2 separate regions of the Triticum aestivum genome follow, and region 1 is linked to region 2. A link is a contact called in public Hi-C data. All regions are on one chromosome and are shown on one strand. The core of a region is the stretch at or near the end of the contact, and the rest is flanking DNA. Distances in the headings are between cores, read along the strand shown. Region 1 holds the start of LOC123164182 (BTB/POZ domain-containing protein At1g30440). Region 2 holds the start of LOC123167789 (purine-uracil permease NCS1-like).

Region 1 (6,835 bases), core at 1,592-4,091, 410 kb before region 2:
GATATCAATTGTTACAAGGTAATTTACTTCATCCTCCACAGACATGTACATCTATTTTTTGTCTCTAAATAAAGTTGTACTAAATCAAAGACACTTATTTTGGGATGGACGGAGTGGTATGCACATATTGGTACTAGAAGTTTCCCAGAATCAAAGTAAAAATCGCACAATGCTAACAAAATTGTGTGAAAACACATGAAAGCCTTAGTGAACTATATTAGTGAAATTTTTACCTTGTGGAGATGAAAAGATTGTTCCCCAACCACCACAGTTATATCACTGGGAAGGCCAGTAGTGCAATACCTACATAACAGACATATTTCTATTAGTAATTTTCTGTTCAAACAATTTAGTTTATATAAAATAGTGTGCTTACAAAGCTATAACTGTAGAGCATGCGGAAGTACATGAATATAAGTGGGAAAATTATTCCAGCCAAACCACATGAGATAATATTAGTTTGTTGTATGAACATGAGCTGCATTTAGTTCGGCCATCTATTCTAAAGTGAACATGAGCTCAATGTAGCAATTGAGCCTCGCTTGGGTGGGGGTAGATGTACAAACTCACTACCCTCCATGTCTATCCCTATTTTTTTTCTACTATTTCAACATGTATTTGTTCCTACATGTTCCAGCATTTTTGCTTCTTGGAAAAACATGGTATACTTTGGTGCTCTTTGAGCTCATCAACGGAGTGAACTAAACTTAATGCACTACATAATCCAGCTGAATATCAACATCTTACATCAGCCCCAGCTTGTCTCATTAAGATGGAAAATTTTAGGGATAAAAAGGCCATGTGTTATCATGAATATTGTTCCAAATATTGGCTAGTTAAACCGGCATCTCGGTCAGTTAATCGCTACTCGGTGGGTCACCGAGTAGCCGATTAACTGATTTATCGGCCAATTAACTGGAAAATTTGCCTATTTGTCCCTACTCAGCACCCAACTGATATGGTACTAGTTACCGATATCTTGAACATTGATCACAACCAGCTCCAGGCACATTAACGTGCTTGACTTCCTAACTTCTAGACTGTATGCACACAGAAATGCACTAAAATATCCATGGTCAGACTTGAAAATAATAATCTACGTCACAATTGTTTCTCTCTCTTCTAAATACAGTTTAGATGTCTTTAGAAGTGTTGATCAAGTGATGTGCCTAATAAAGATGGTTCTAAAAAAAGATTGCACTTAAATAGGATACAAGAGACCACATAAGAGAGATTAGCTATAAGCCTTCTAACCGTAACCAAAAAAATACTCAAGTTTCAGATTTGTAGCAGTTTATTACATATTCCAGGACCGGTATCTGACGGAGTAATGCTCGGCGTGATTGTGATGAGAGAACAGAATTTGGAGGAATCAATATGGCACATTTAGTGCCCAACATGTGCAGCTCCAGCAAGTACTGAACATAAGAACGACCGGGCCCAAAAGTCAGGTGAGACAACATTTCTCATGGAAGGGTGGGAATAAATGCTAATCCCTTTACCCATCACTGCCTTGATCTGAATAACTCCCAAAAATGGTACTATAAAAGGTAGGTTCCATTTTTCCAGGAACAGATGAAGTACTCCAAACGGTATGAGCATCGAATGCATCGAAATGACAGTCCTAGCATAATGATATTGATTAACAGGCTGTCTTTAGATAAATAACTGGTAGGGAGTCCTCCCAGAAAGTTGCGTCAGCTTAAAAACAAAAATCGGTTGTAGTTTTCCTAGCTGGCCTGGGCTCGATGTTTTGATCAGAGCCTTCCATCCAGAAGGAGTTGGTTAGCATATTATAATCAGTACCCCAGATGAGGCCAACAGGAAGAGGTTGGGCCATGGATGATTTATGGGAGCTTCTAGTACACACATATGGCACCTATTCAATTATTTTTCCAATTCCTGAAAGAAGTAATGGCACAGGGACAAACACTCCAATGGCTAAAAAATGTCAATTATGGCAGCAAATAGAGCAAGTAATGAAAACATTGCACGGATTAAAAGGTGAAGCAACTTTAATAAGATGTTAAAATTGTCATTTGCAACCATGAGGCTAGACATGGCAGAGGATCATGTTGGGGGAAATGAAGAAAGAGAGAGAAGCTGTTCATACCAGTCTTGACCCTGCTTCCTGAACACATCAGCCCTTGATCCCAGCTTGAGGCAGGCCATGTTAGGAGTCCCAGGTTCCAGTGGACGCCGCACTACATGAACGAGGCGGCCGGTTGCTTGGGATCAAAGGCAGAGAGAGATTCCGGCCCCCCGCACACACCAGAACCAAATCCTCGAGAAACCAAGGGAAAAGAAAAGAGAAAAGGAAAGCACTTTCCCCACACAGGCAGACGCACGCAAAACCTCAATCTTAGCCCAAAATCCCCCGAGACGTCGCTGCGACGTGGAAGGCGAAGAGCGTCCAGATTACGCGGAGAGCCGACACGAGATTGCACATCCACTGGTGAGGAGAAGAGGAGAGATTCCGGCGACCTCTGGAGACGCGGAAAAGAAGGGCCGGCGGACCTTTGGATAACTGTGGTACCTAACTAAACCCACCCGCCGAATTACTCCTGGATTCTTCCGCCCAAGATCCCGACTCAACGAAGGAATGGACCGTCCCGGACCCGGAAGAAGAAGATGAGGAAGAGAGGTCGATGACCAGTGGTGCCGCCGGAGGAGGAGGGGAAGGAGGAGGAAGGTTTGTTGGTTTGTTTGTTTATGGGGACTGGAAGGGTGGGGGAGTAGGAATGTTGTGGCAGGCAGGGAAGGGGATCCAAGAACATTCTCTTCTTTGGCTCGGTGTACTAGTACTAGTAGTCCTGCTGTGGTGTGGATTTGGGTGGGCTTCACAGCTTCCTATGGAGAAAAGGACACCAAACGGAAAGGAGACGGGGAGGAGGAGGAGGAGGAAGGCAGCCAGGCTGTGGGCCCAGAGCCGGCAGGCCCAGAATCCACTTTGGCTGCATTGTAGTATTTGTATTATTTTTTACGAAACCTTCCAATCTATTCATCTTCGATACAAGGAACAGTAAACTTACATCCAGATCCGTAGACGTCCTAGCGGCGATTACAAGCACTGAAGCAAGCCGAAGGTCATCATCACCTCATTCGTCGGAGCCAAGCAAAACTTGTTGTAATGACAGTCCGAAAGTCATCGTGCTAAGACCACATAGGACTAGCGCACCAGAACAACAACCGCCATCGATGAAGAGACATGTAGATCGGAAAGATCCGGCCTGAAGACACATGAACATAGATGAACAAAGACCGGATCTGAGCAGATCCACCAAAGACCACCACCAACTGAATCATGTGAGACACGCCTTCACACGGCCTCCGGCGATGCTAGAGGCACCGTCGGAATAGGAGGCTAGGCAGGGAAAACTTTATTCCATCATTAAGGAACCGTCGCCGTCTCACATTTCTGAGCAGGACACAAATCCTAACAAAATTCAAAAAAACATCTAACATCCGAGCCCTCCCGACGGCAATGGTCGGGATCCACTGCACGCCCATGACCTTAGGCCACATGAGACGAGTTAGATCGGTGGCACCGCTGATAGAAGGGAGGAACCCTAATCTCTTGTTTGCTTGGGAGGAGAGAAGGAAGTCAACTATTTTTTCATTTTTGTTGATTGGTAGGCTCTTGATTTTGATTCTCCCTGCCCCTCTCCTCCAAACTAATTGACAACTTGGGTGATGACCACGGCATGCTTTGGGTTTGTTTTATTGTTTGTAGTCGTGGCTAAATAGTCTAGGGATCTGGTTGTATTTTTCTTCGTTGTACTGCTATGAATAGATAGGAACTTTATTTTTTTAAAGATAAGAGAAGATCTTTGGACAGAGAAAGTGAGGGGACGGTAAATGGTAATCGGCGTGTTTCTTGTTATACTATAATATCAACCACCGTTGGCTACTGTGCTTTTGGCCTTTTCTTGAGGGTCTTCTATCCTCCCCGTGGTCCACAACCACAGCAGCAAAATGACCACTCGTAAGTCCTAAACCCACACCCGCAAGAATCCATATGTTTCAATGTCCGTCGACAAGTTCTTGCATGTTCGAGACCGAAAGGTCTGTCGTCCCTAGTGGAGGAGATGATGGAGATCACCAACGTGCAAGTCGGGACAGCCGAGAGATTTGGGGGAGATTGGCGCTTCCATCCAGAAACAACTGGAATCACGTCGCGGGGCAGGGCCTAAACACTCCATCTTTTGTTTTTCATGTTCGATGAAGCAACCATGGAATTTCATAAACAGAAACTATCCGTAAGGTAGCACTAGACAGTAGGCGCATTGTTGATCACTTTTGTTTGTCTTGTGGCAACGCAAAAGGTTGTGGATTCTGCGAGGGCAGCCGCGCATGATTAGCACCATGCCATGCTTCCTCCAATCGATGCATCCCTTTCCCTTGTGTCCCAAGGCAGCAAAGATTCCCCCGGTCACAGGACAAGCGAGGCACTAATCCAGTTCCATGCTTTCTTTTCCACTTACCCTTTTTTTTTACAAAATTGCCAAACCCATTAAGGCACAGTGAAAGGGCGGCCAACCAGCTATGCAACTTGGCGCATGCTGGTTGGCCACGATGAAATTTTATTTTTACTTTTATGGAGATTATTTTTAGAAGAGGGAAGTGAGCCTTTTTCCTTTTTCTTTTTGATAAATTTTTTCTAGTTTTTTTTCTTTTTGAGATGGATGTGATACCACGTGATGCGAGATTTTCTTAAAAAGAATTAAGATGAAGGTGATGTTTTTTTAATCTTTTTTTCTTTAAGATGGGAAACACACTCACAACTTCCTCTTGAGCGGCCCGCGATAGCGATGCCATCCATGGCGCCTTTACGCCCGTGGCAAGCGGCCTAGGTCCAGGATGTTACATGGTCGACACGCCAGATTATAGCTCCATGGGAAGTGAGGAAAGTGCCGTGGTGGAACTCAATGATGGGGAGATCTAGGCTCTTTACCAACAGTTAGGCAATCCAACGCAAGATGCAGCCTGGCTAGTTGAAGCTCATTTCGACCATAGGCAAAGTGTCCAAGGAAAAGTGATGCCTGGAGCGCGGAGCGGCTGTCGTGGATATAATCCAGACAATGCTACGGGGGTAGGAATGCAGAGGCAATCGTATCTACCGAAGAATGGAAATAGGAGTATGCACAGGGAATTATACAGGTTCGGGCCCTATTCGGTGGAGGTAATACCCTATTCTATGGTGCTCTTAGCTCTTGGTGTAACCTACAAGTCGTGAATGTTCAACCCTCAGCCCAAGTGAAAGATCGTGGATGTCGCCTAGAGGGGGGGGGGTGAATAGGCGCTTTAAATAATTACGGTTTAGGCTTGAACAAATGCAGAATAAAACTAGCGTTTAATTTGTCAAGCACAAAACCTAAAACAACTAGGCTCACCTATGTGCACTGATACGTCTCCAATGTATCTATAATTTTTGATTGTTCCATGCTATTATATTATCTGTTTTGGATGTATTGTATGCATTATTATGCTACTTTATACTACCTCCATTCCTTTATATAAGGTGTATTTGTTTTTTGATAAAATTCTACAATGTAAGGTGCATTTGTTCTAATTTTTCGTAATTTCGATCTTGGCCCTCCAGAAAAAGGAAAGTACTTTCCCCCTGATTGCATGTATCTCCTTGTAGAGAAAGAAAAGGAAACTATCTCTCTCCCGATTGTGTGTATCTTTTTCTTTCCTAGCCTAAATGATTTATTTGCCGCTAATTTACAAATTAGAGAAGGGCAATTTTGTACATAATTATGTGCCTTGGTCACCGTGCTGAAAATAATACACCTTAGATAAAGGAATGGAGGGAGTATTATTTAAACCTACATCCCAGTGCCAGTTTCTGTTTTTTCCTTGTTTTTGAGTTTCGCAGAAAAGGAATATCAAAGGGAGTCCAAGCGGAATAAAACTTTACAATGATTTTTTTGGACCAGAAGACACCCAGAGGACTTGGAGTCCAAGCCAGAAGACCCACGAGGCGGCGGCAAGGGTGGAGGGCGCGCCCTAGGGAGGGGCCTACCTTGTGGCCCCCTCGGGAGTCCCCTGACTTACTTCTTCGTCCTATATATTCACATATATTCCAAAACCCTCGGAGGCATCCACCAAAAATATTTTTCCGCCGCCGCAACCTTCTGTTCCCGTGAGATCCCATCTTGGGGCCTTTTCCGGCATCATGCCGGAGGGGGATTCAATCACGGAGGGCATCTACATCAACCCTATTGCCCTTCCGGTGAAGCGTGAGTAGTGTACCTCAGACCTACGGGTCCATAGCTAGTAGCCAGAGGGCTTCTTCTCTCTCTTTGATTCTCAATACCATGTTCTCCTCGATGTTCTTAGAGATCTATCCGATGTAATCTTCTTTTATGGTGTGTTTGTCGAGATCGATGAATTATGGATTTATGATCAACTTATCTGTGAATATTATTTGAATCTTCTCTAAATTCTTATATGCATGATTTGATAATTTGTATTTCTCTTCGAATTATCAGTTTGGTTTGGCCAACTAGATTGGTTTTCTTGCAATGGGAGAGGTGCTTAGTTTTGGGTTCAATCTTGCGTGATTTCTGTTGGGAATCATTGCATGAAAAACAAAAAAAATTCTACGCTTACGCAATGATCTATCCATGGAGATGCATAGCAACGAGGGGGAGAGTGTGTCTACGTACCTGATACGTCTCCATCGTATCTACTTTTCCAAACTCTTTTGCCCTTGTTTTGGACTCTAATTTGCATGATTTGAATGGGACTAACCCGAACTGACGTTGTTTTCAGCAGAATTGCCATGGTGTTATTTTTGTGCAGAAATAAAAGTTCTCGGAATGACCTG
Region 2 (7,426 bases), core at 2,138-4,637:
ATAACAACTTTATTATTGCCTCTAGGGCATATTTCCTTCAATAGGTTGCTCACCTAGTCGCATATCTAGACAACCTATTTGTTGCAAACCCTAATTAACCATATCGATCCTTTCAAAGACGTATCACTTCTCATGAAGCACATCCATAAGTTTCTCAACAGAGAAAATATTCCATGGGTCAACATCATTTGGGAAACTTACTACTCCAACACACTCCCAGGAGAGAGATTGGTAGGATCCTTTCGGTGGAAGTCCCTACTCAAGCTCTTGCCCATCTACAAGAAGTTTGCAGTTTGCAAAGCTAAGTCAGGAAATGCAACACTTCTTTGGATTGACTGTTTGGTGGGACCAACCACCGGCAACAAAGTTCCCTGAACTTAATTCCTATTCCACCAACAACACTGTGACACTGCAACAGATTATCAGATCACAGGAGCTGTCAGAACATTCCCACACTCCTATGTCTCAGCAAGCATTTCAGCACTATAATCTCCTACTAGAGCAACTACTAGAGAGACCAGCTTCTAATGCCACGGATGAATGGATTGTACAAGGATCAACAAGAGGCCACTCTTCCATTAAAATGCACCGCCACATGATGGGACCTAGCACAGTACACCACCACTTTCAATACATCTGAAAAACATCTTGCAGATTGAGGCACAAGATCTCCCTCTGTCTCCTTCTCCATGACAGGATCAATACAATGAATCTTCTCAACAGAAAGACCATGCACCTGGATAACTATAACTGTGCATTGTGTGTAGATAACACAGGGGAAACACTTCTACATCTCTTCTGGAATTGCCCATTTGCACTGCAGTGCTGGGACAACATCATTCCATTTTGGCACAGAGGTATATCAATATTTTATCAATTCCAGCTTGCCCTACTTCAACTGCCACAAGATATTGCATTGGACATTCTAACAGTGTGATGCTGGGGAATTTGGTCCATAAGAAACGGCAAGATCTTCATATCAGCTGCACCACACATTCATGGCTGGAAGCATTATTTACAGGAAGGAATGTGAACTACTCAGATCAAGGCAAAGCACACCAAAACAGAAAAGATCCGTAGTTAGGTAGAACATAACATATAATCTGATGTCAATACTTCATAGAACTAGCATAGGTTAAATTTTCTTTATATTGTTTTGCTGGCTTGTACACATTTTAATTTATTAATGAAAATACCGTAGAAGTATTGTTCTACGGTTTTACAGTAGAACAAACAAACAAATGAGGCCTGAGACGATGCATGCTTCGTTAATTCCAAGGTACCAAAACATTATGCGCTTTGGCTCTGTGGCAAAGAAAAATACATGCAGTCCACACGCCACAGTAGGATCTACTGGGTAAATTCACGCACAAATACTACCGTCTCATTCCAAAAATAAATAAATAGCTGAACCATGTATATATTCAACGTACATACAGTAGCATGTTGTCTCACAAAATAAATGTAGGCATATAAACTCCATCCCACTGTTTGGCTGATTAATAAATGTAATACATATTTTACTGTTTATAAGATGTATGGAGGCACTTTCTTGTTTGCTTATTAGTAGTCTTGTCAGTAAATATTGTTGTATGTAGTGTCATTCTGAAACCCAATCTAGTAGGAGTATGAAGTGGCACGACTGTACTGTCGTTTCACTTCAACCCCTCTCCGGAGACGCAGCAGGGAGTAGACGGCGCCGGCGATGAAGAAACTGACGAACCAGGCGTTGTCATAGGCCACGACGAGTGCCTTGGACATTGTCGGCAGCACCCCGACCTTGTGCAAGAACCCCGGCATGACGGCGGCGAATCCTGCCGCCATCGCCACCATCGCGGCAACGTTGAAGCCGCCCTGGAAGTAGTACGGGCTGCCGGCTTCCTCCGAGTAGAGCGCGTCGACGTCCAACGCGGTACGCCGCACTATATAGTGATCGGCGAGCACGACGCCTCCGATGGGCCCCATGAGCGCCGCATTTCCCAGCAGCCAGGTGAAGACGAAGCTCTCGCTGGAGCCGAGCAGCCGCCACGGCTGCAAGGCGATGCCGAGCAGCGCCGTGGCGAGCGCGCCCTTGGCGAACGTGAATGTCTGCGGCGCGAGCGCGACGAGGGTGTTCGCCGGCGCGACGACGTTGGCGGCGATGTTGGTGGTGATGATGGCTAGGGTGATGCCAAAGATGGCGAGGACCCTGGTGGCGGGCCCGCCGATGCGGCTGAGGAGGTCGATGGGGTCGGAGATGACCTGGCCGAAGATGGCCTCGGTGGAGGAGGTTATGGCGAGGCCGGCGAAGGTGAACATGCCCATGAACACCGGCAGCCCGATCTGGCCGAGCACCTGGTCCGTCTGGCTCCGGGCGTACCGCGCGAAATCCGGGATGTTGATGGCCACCGTCGACCAGAAGCTGATGTTGGCGGTGAGCGCCGGGAAGAAGAGCTGCCAAAAGTCGCCGCCGACCAGCCGCGGCGGAAGCGAGAGGATGGGCCCGAAACCGCCGGCGGAGACGTAGGCCCAGGCCAGCAACGCGGAGGTGAGCGCGACGAGCACCGGTGCTGCGTATTTCTCGAGCTTGCGGATGCCGTCCATGCCGCGCATGATGACGGCGAGCTGCGCGGCCGAGAAGACGAGGAGGCACGCGATCTCGAGCGGCGAGGCCCCGAGGCCGGGCACCGGCTTCAGCAGCGGCGCGTGGGTCTTGAGCCACGCCGGCAGGAGGAGGAAGATGGCTCTGCCGCCGATCCACGACTCGATCCCGAACCACCCGCAGCCGATGACCGCGCGGACGACGGCCGGGACGTGCGCGCCGTGAACCCCGAAGGCGGCGCGCGCGAGCACCGGGAACGGCAGCCCGTGCGTGACGGCCGGCGCGGCCGTGAGCACGAGCGTGGCGAGCACGATGAGGTTGGCGAGCGTGACTGTGGCTACGCCCTGGATCGCCGACATGCCGAGGTCGACGAGGCTGCCGGCGAGGTAGTAGGCCGGCACGCCGACGACGAGGCCCACCCAGAGGCTGGCCAGGTCGAAGCCCGTCATGGTGCGTTCCGACTTGGGCGTCGGGGCCAGGTCGTCCGATCCGCCCGACCCAAGCCTGGGGCAGACGGGCATGATCCTCCTGGCCGTGCCGCCGCCGCGAGGGAGGTGCAGAGGCGCGATCCCGGCTGGCGGCCCACGCGGGAGCAGAGGCAGCCGCGGCGGCGAGGTGGAGACGGCGAGGAGGTGGTGCAGCTGCAGGTGGTGAGCGGAATGCCGTGCGGCGAGCGGTCGGGACAGGGCCATGGACACGGCGGCCATCGTGTCGACTGTCGAGGTGGTAGTGGCCGCACCGCGCGAGCAGAGAAGCGGAAGCGGAAGGGGAAGCAGGGGAAGGAACGAGAGGAGGGTGTGGCGCGAAATATTGCTGGACTCGAGTGTGTTTGCAAACGGGGGAGGTGATAAGGGGAGGGGCACGTGTTACGTGCAGGGGGGCCTGCGTCCGAGGAGCCGAAACCTGGTTGGTTGGTTGCACTGCTGGTTACGGTACCGACGGGCCATTGCCTACGGCAAAAGATCAAATTCGTTTTTTGTTAGGCAAAGTCAAGGTGGCCATGCCTCACCACGCAACAAAAAAAAAAGAGACTGTGGCCATCTTCCCACGGTTTCATTGTAAAAAATAATCCTTCTAAAAATATATACAGTACTAAAATGTATCACCACAGATACAGTGAAAGGAGATGAAGAGTGACCTCGTCACTGCGGCACATACGCCCGCTGGCCCGAGTGCAACATCTCTCATGAGTGGTTAAACGCTTCGGTGGTGCGCTCTGCTCCATCCACGAAGATACGCTCGGAATCATCGATGACATCAAAGTCATCAACTGCTTGGATCACGTTGAAAATTTGTGTCGTGAAACAATTGCGGTTTTCTAATTTGACCATATTTAATTTTCGAGGCAATGCTGAGTATACTCATGGATATGTACTCGCAAATCGTCCAATGCCTTTTTTTTAACAAAAGAGGCTCTGATCTAATATAAAAAGTTCATCAAAACTACGAAGTACCCCAAGTATAATGGAAATTACATCAAGGTCCCTGAACCACTGAACAAGACCTGAACTTGTCAAATATAGTCGAAAGTCTTCGTGCATGTGTCCCTAAGAACCAGCACTCTGGAGCCGCAATCTTCACCGCTGAACCCTTTAATAATGGGAAACGTTTGGGGCCGGGGCACCGGCGGAACGATTCGGCCGGTCTCCCTCTTCCTCGCGCAGCGCACGTACAGGAGGGCACCAGAGCCGGCAGGCACCACGCGCGGGCCAGACGACCAGCGGGCTCCTTCGACCGCCGCCGCCAGAGAAGAGCGCCTTGTCGTCCGCGTGCGGCCGCCCCTCACCGGATGTCGTTCGCGTGCGGCCGCTCCTCGCCGGATCTCGTTCGCATGCGGCCGCCCCTCGCCGGACTACTACCCTTCTGTCTCTTCCCAGAATCCGCCCCTCTGCCTCTCCCTGGAATCCGCCCCGGCCGCCCCTCGCCAGACCTTGCAGCGCTCGAGCCTCCCCAGCCATGGCAGACTACACCCCACGGTGATTTTTTGTTAGAACCGGTTGTAGCAAATTCAATCGCCGGTGGTAGCAAAAATCTACTACTGTTGCAGCAAAACGGTGTCATCGTCATCGCGAGCAAACACTAGACATCGCGCTTTTTTGTTACATGCTACAACCTGTATCACATTTTGCTACAACCGGCACACCACTCAGCTACAACCGGCGCCGAGTTTTGCTACATCGGATATCAGAAAGTTGCAAGCGTTCAGTGCCATCGAGGAAAGCTACAACCGTCTACAGAAAATGCTACAACCTTCGATGAAAAAAGCTTCAACCGAACGAGAGATGAATTTTTCACCCAGGCGCTGCTCAAAACGAAAAAAGTTTCAATCGTTTACAGAAAAGCTTCCACCGTAGAGGGGAAAAGCTACAACCGTGTCAATTTTTTGCTACTACCGTCTGTGTGTTTTGCTACATCCATTCATGCGGCCATGGTACTTTTTTTGCGACTGAGGTGTGACCGGCGACGACGAGGATGAACATTTTTTGTTGCAACAACCTCGTTTTTTGCTACCATTGGCGATGTGTTTTGCTACATCCGATTAACATGTTTGCTACAATGGCGACGCTGATGGATTTTTTTTGCTGCAACCATTGTCTTCATTTGCTACGACTGACACGGGAAAATGCTACCACGGGGCATCTCTATTTTTTGCTGGAACCAATCATCGGTGAGGCGGAGCTGCATCCATGGCACTCCGACGAGCAGCGGGGGCAGCGAGCGGTCGGGGTGAGCTGAGTCCCGGGGCACGGGGCGGCCCCGACGGGCGGCCGGGGTGGCGAGCGGACTTGGACGAGTTGAGTCGCGGAGCTGCATCCATGGCGCTCCGATGGGCGGCCGAGGCGGCGAGCGGTCAGCTCCAACCGGCGGCCGGGGCGGCGAGCGGGCGGGGCGAGCTGAGTGCCGGAGCGTGGGGCGACCGGCGAAGACGGGCGACGAGACGGGGTTCCTTTCCCGTCCGCGCTCGCGAGAGGAAGACGACGCCCTGGTTGGATAAGGATCCAACGGATCGGAATGGGCCGATCTGACGGCTAGGGTTGGACCGGCCGAAGCGTCCGGCCGGTGCGCCGGCGCCTAGCATCGCCCTTTAATAATTGATCTAAAGAACCTGACACTAAATCTCGTTGTCATATATGTGCAATGAGAAACCCTAACCTCGCCGCCCCGAGGAACTGGCAGGAATTTACGCCAGAACTCATATAATCTGTGTCGACGGATGAACTTGAGAAGGAACGAAGCCGGAAGACTGACTCGAAGAAGCATCGCCATCCATCAGAGCCACTCATGCGAGGACTAAATCCCTAACATATCTACTAGCCGGAGCATAGGCAGAGCCGTGGCGGGTCCATGGGCTCAGCGACGAAGATCGAGGGGAGGAGGACTTTGCCCAAGTCGTCTTGCTGGAGGGAAAAGAAAGACATGCACATTGTTGCCCGTTGAATACTAGAGTTATGGAGCCTTGAAATTAACTAAATATTTGCGTGCATCCCATTATCGATGAGACATCACCTCGTATTAGAAAGAATGATACGTGTGTCTGGACTGGACTTGGCGCCTGGACTTGTTGTCCCATCGATGCTTCTTTGCACCGACTGGACTTGGTGCCCTGATTTCCTCATAGGTGCGCCCTGGGCATCTGGACTTGTTGTCCCATCGTTGTTTCTTTGCACCGCCTTGGCCGACCTTGTTCATATCGCGACAAGGTTGGATTCCTGTTCGTCCTCCCTCTTGCAGTCCTGATTGCGGTTGTGGTTTCTGCTTCTAGATGTCGGGGGATGAACTCCGGTCAGGCAACGGAATCCGGATCTTTTTCAAAAACATCGAGGCTGGCATCACCCCTCAATCCGGCTTGCGCTTGCCAGGTTCGTCAACCCGACCGGGTTGAAACACGGCCCGGCCTGCTCGCGCACGCAGGCCGAACTCGACAAGCCAAGAGTTCTCCAACAAGCCAGCGCCCTTGTGGCGTCTTTCTCAACCCAGCCACGGGTTAGCTCCCGTCCCATCCAAGGCGTACGACGGAACAAGTCTCCATAGAGGGGATGAGCAAGGCCACAGTGCCCCACCAACTCCTCTGACTGGCAGGGGCGTGGCAATAGTGGTCGACCTACTCCCCTGACCAAGGCCGACGTGGCAACAGTGCCGCCCTCGTACCGCTGACACAAGCCGATGGCGACCAGGCGATGCGCCAGTGTAGCCGAGCCGGCCCAACCACTCCGTGACGCATGACAAGACGGAGAACATTTCCCCCTGGCGCACGGGGGCCGCGCCCGAAGAACCCGATGAATCCTGGCACCCGGCGGGTCCCAGCTCTGGCTTCCCAGACGCTGACGTCCCGGCCCCATGGCCATGTAACTTTACCATTGTAGCCCTGGGGGGTTGACCTATAAAATCCCCCAGGAGGCCTCCGTGCATGGGGCGATCAGATCATTTAGTAGAACACACCCACCCACCAGGAGAAGGAGCAGCCTAAGCCTTGGCCTGCCCTCCTCCCTCCTCCAAATAGCTCCAGGAGCAACTCTGTACTGCTACGCGCATCCACATATAATCCACTCTCGGCAGGACTAGGGGTGTTATCTCTCCGGAGAGCCCCGAACCTGGGTATGTCTTACGTCCCTCGCTCGCTCATGCCGACCTCGCCTTTGGAGCCCACCGGTGCCCTCAAGCCTGTCCCTCTCTTTAGCCATCCCTTGGCATCTGCCGTGCGCCCACCACGACAGTTGGCGCCCACCGTGGGGCAGCTCGAGGTCCCGGCCGGAGACATGTTCCAGACGGGGCCCTGCGTTGACTCCGACGAGCACGTCGCGCTTGCGGCTGACGCCCTCACTGCCTCCTTCATCGTGCTGCGCA

The links. Hi-C and Micro-C count contacts between places; a contact is called where the count stands out from the background.
Region 1: a Hi-C map of leaf shows a contact between it and region 2, with 4 times the contacts expected there. The contact joins the promoter of LOC123164182 here to the promoter of LOC123167789 in region 2. A contact is called at or near these places in 2 of 5 Hi-C or Micro-C datasets (both in leaf).

What each region holds. Positions count from the first base shown.
Region 1 is chr7D:389,945,299-389,952,133 of IWGSC CS RefSeq v2.1, reverse strand. It overlaps LOC123164182 (BTB/POZ domain-containing protein At1g30440), which reads right to left and starts at 2,841. Exons shown (of 4, transcript XM_044581593.1): 1 at 2,114-2,841; 2 at 234-303. The coding sequence starts at 2,172.
Region 2 is chr7D:389,530,876-389,538,301 of IWGSC CS RefSeq v2.1, reverse strand. LOC123167789 (purine-uracil permease NCS1-like) reads right to left here and starts at 3,387. Exons shown (of 1, transcript XM_044585652.1): 1 at 1,425-3,387. The coding sequence starts at 3,288. The coding sequence ends at 1,618.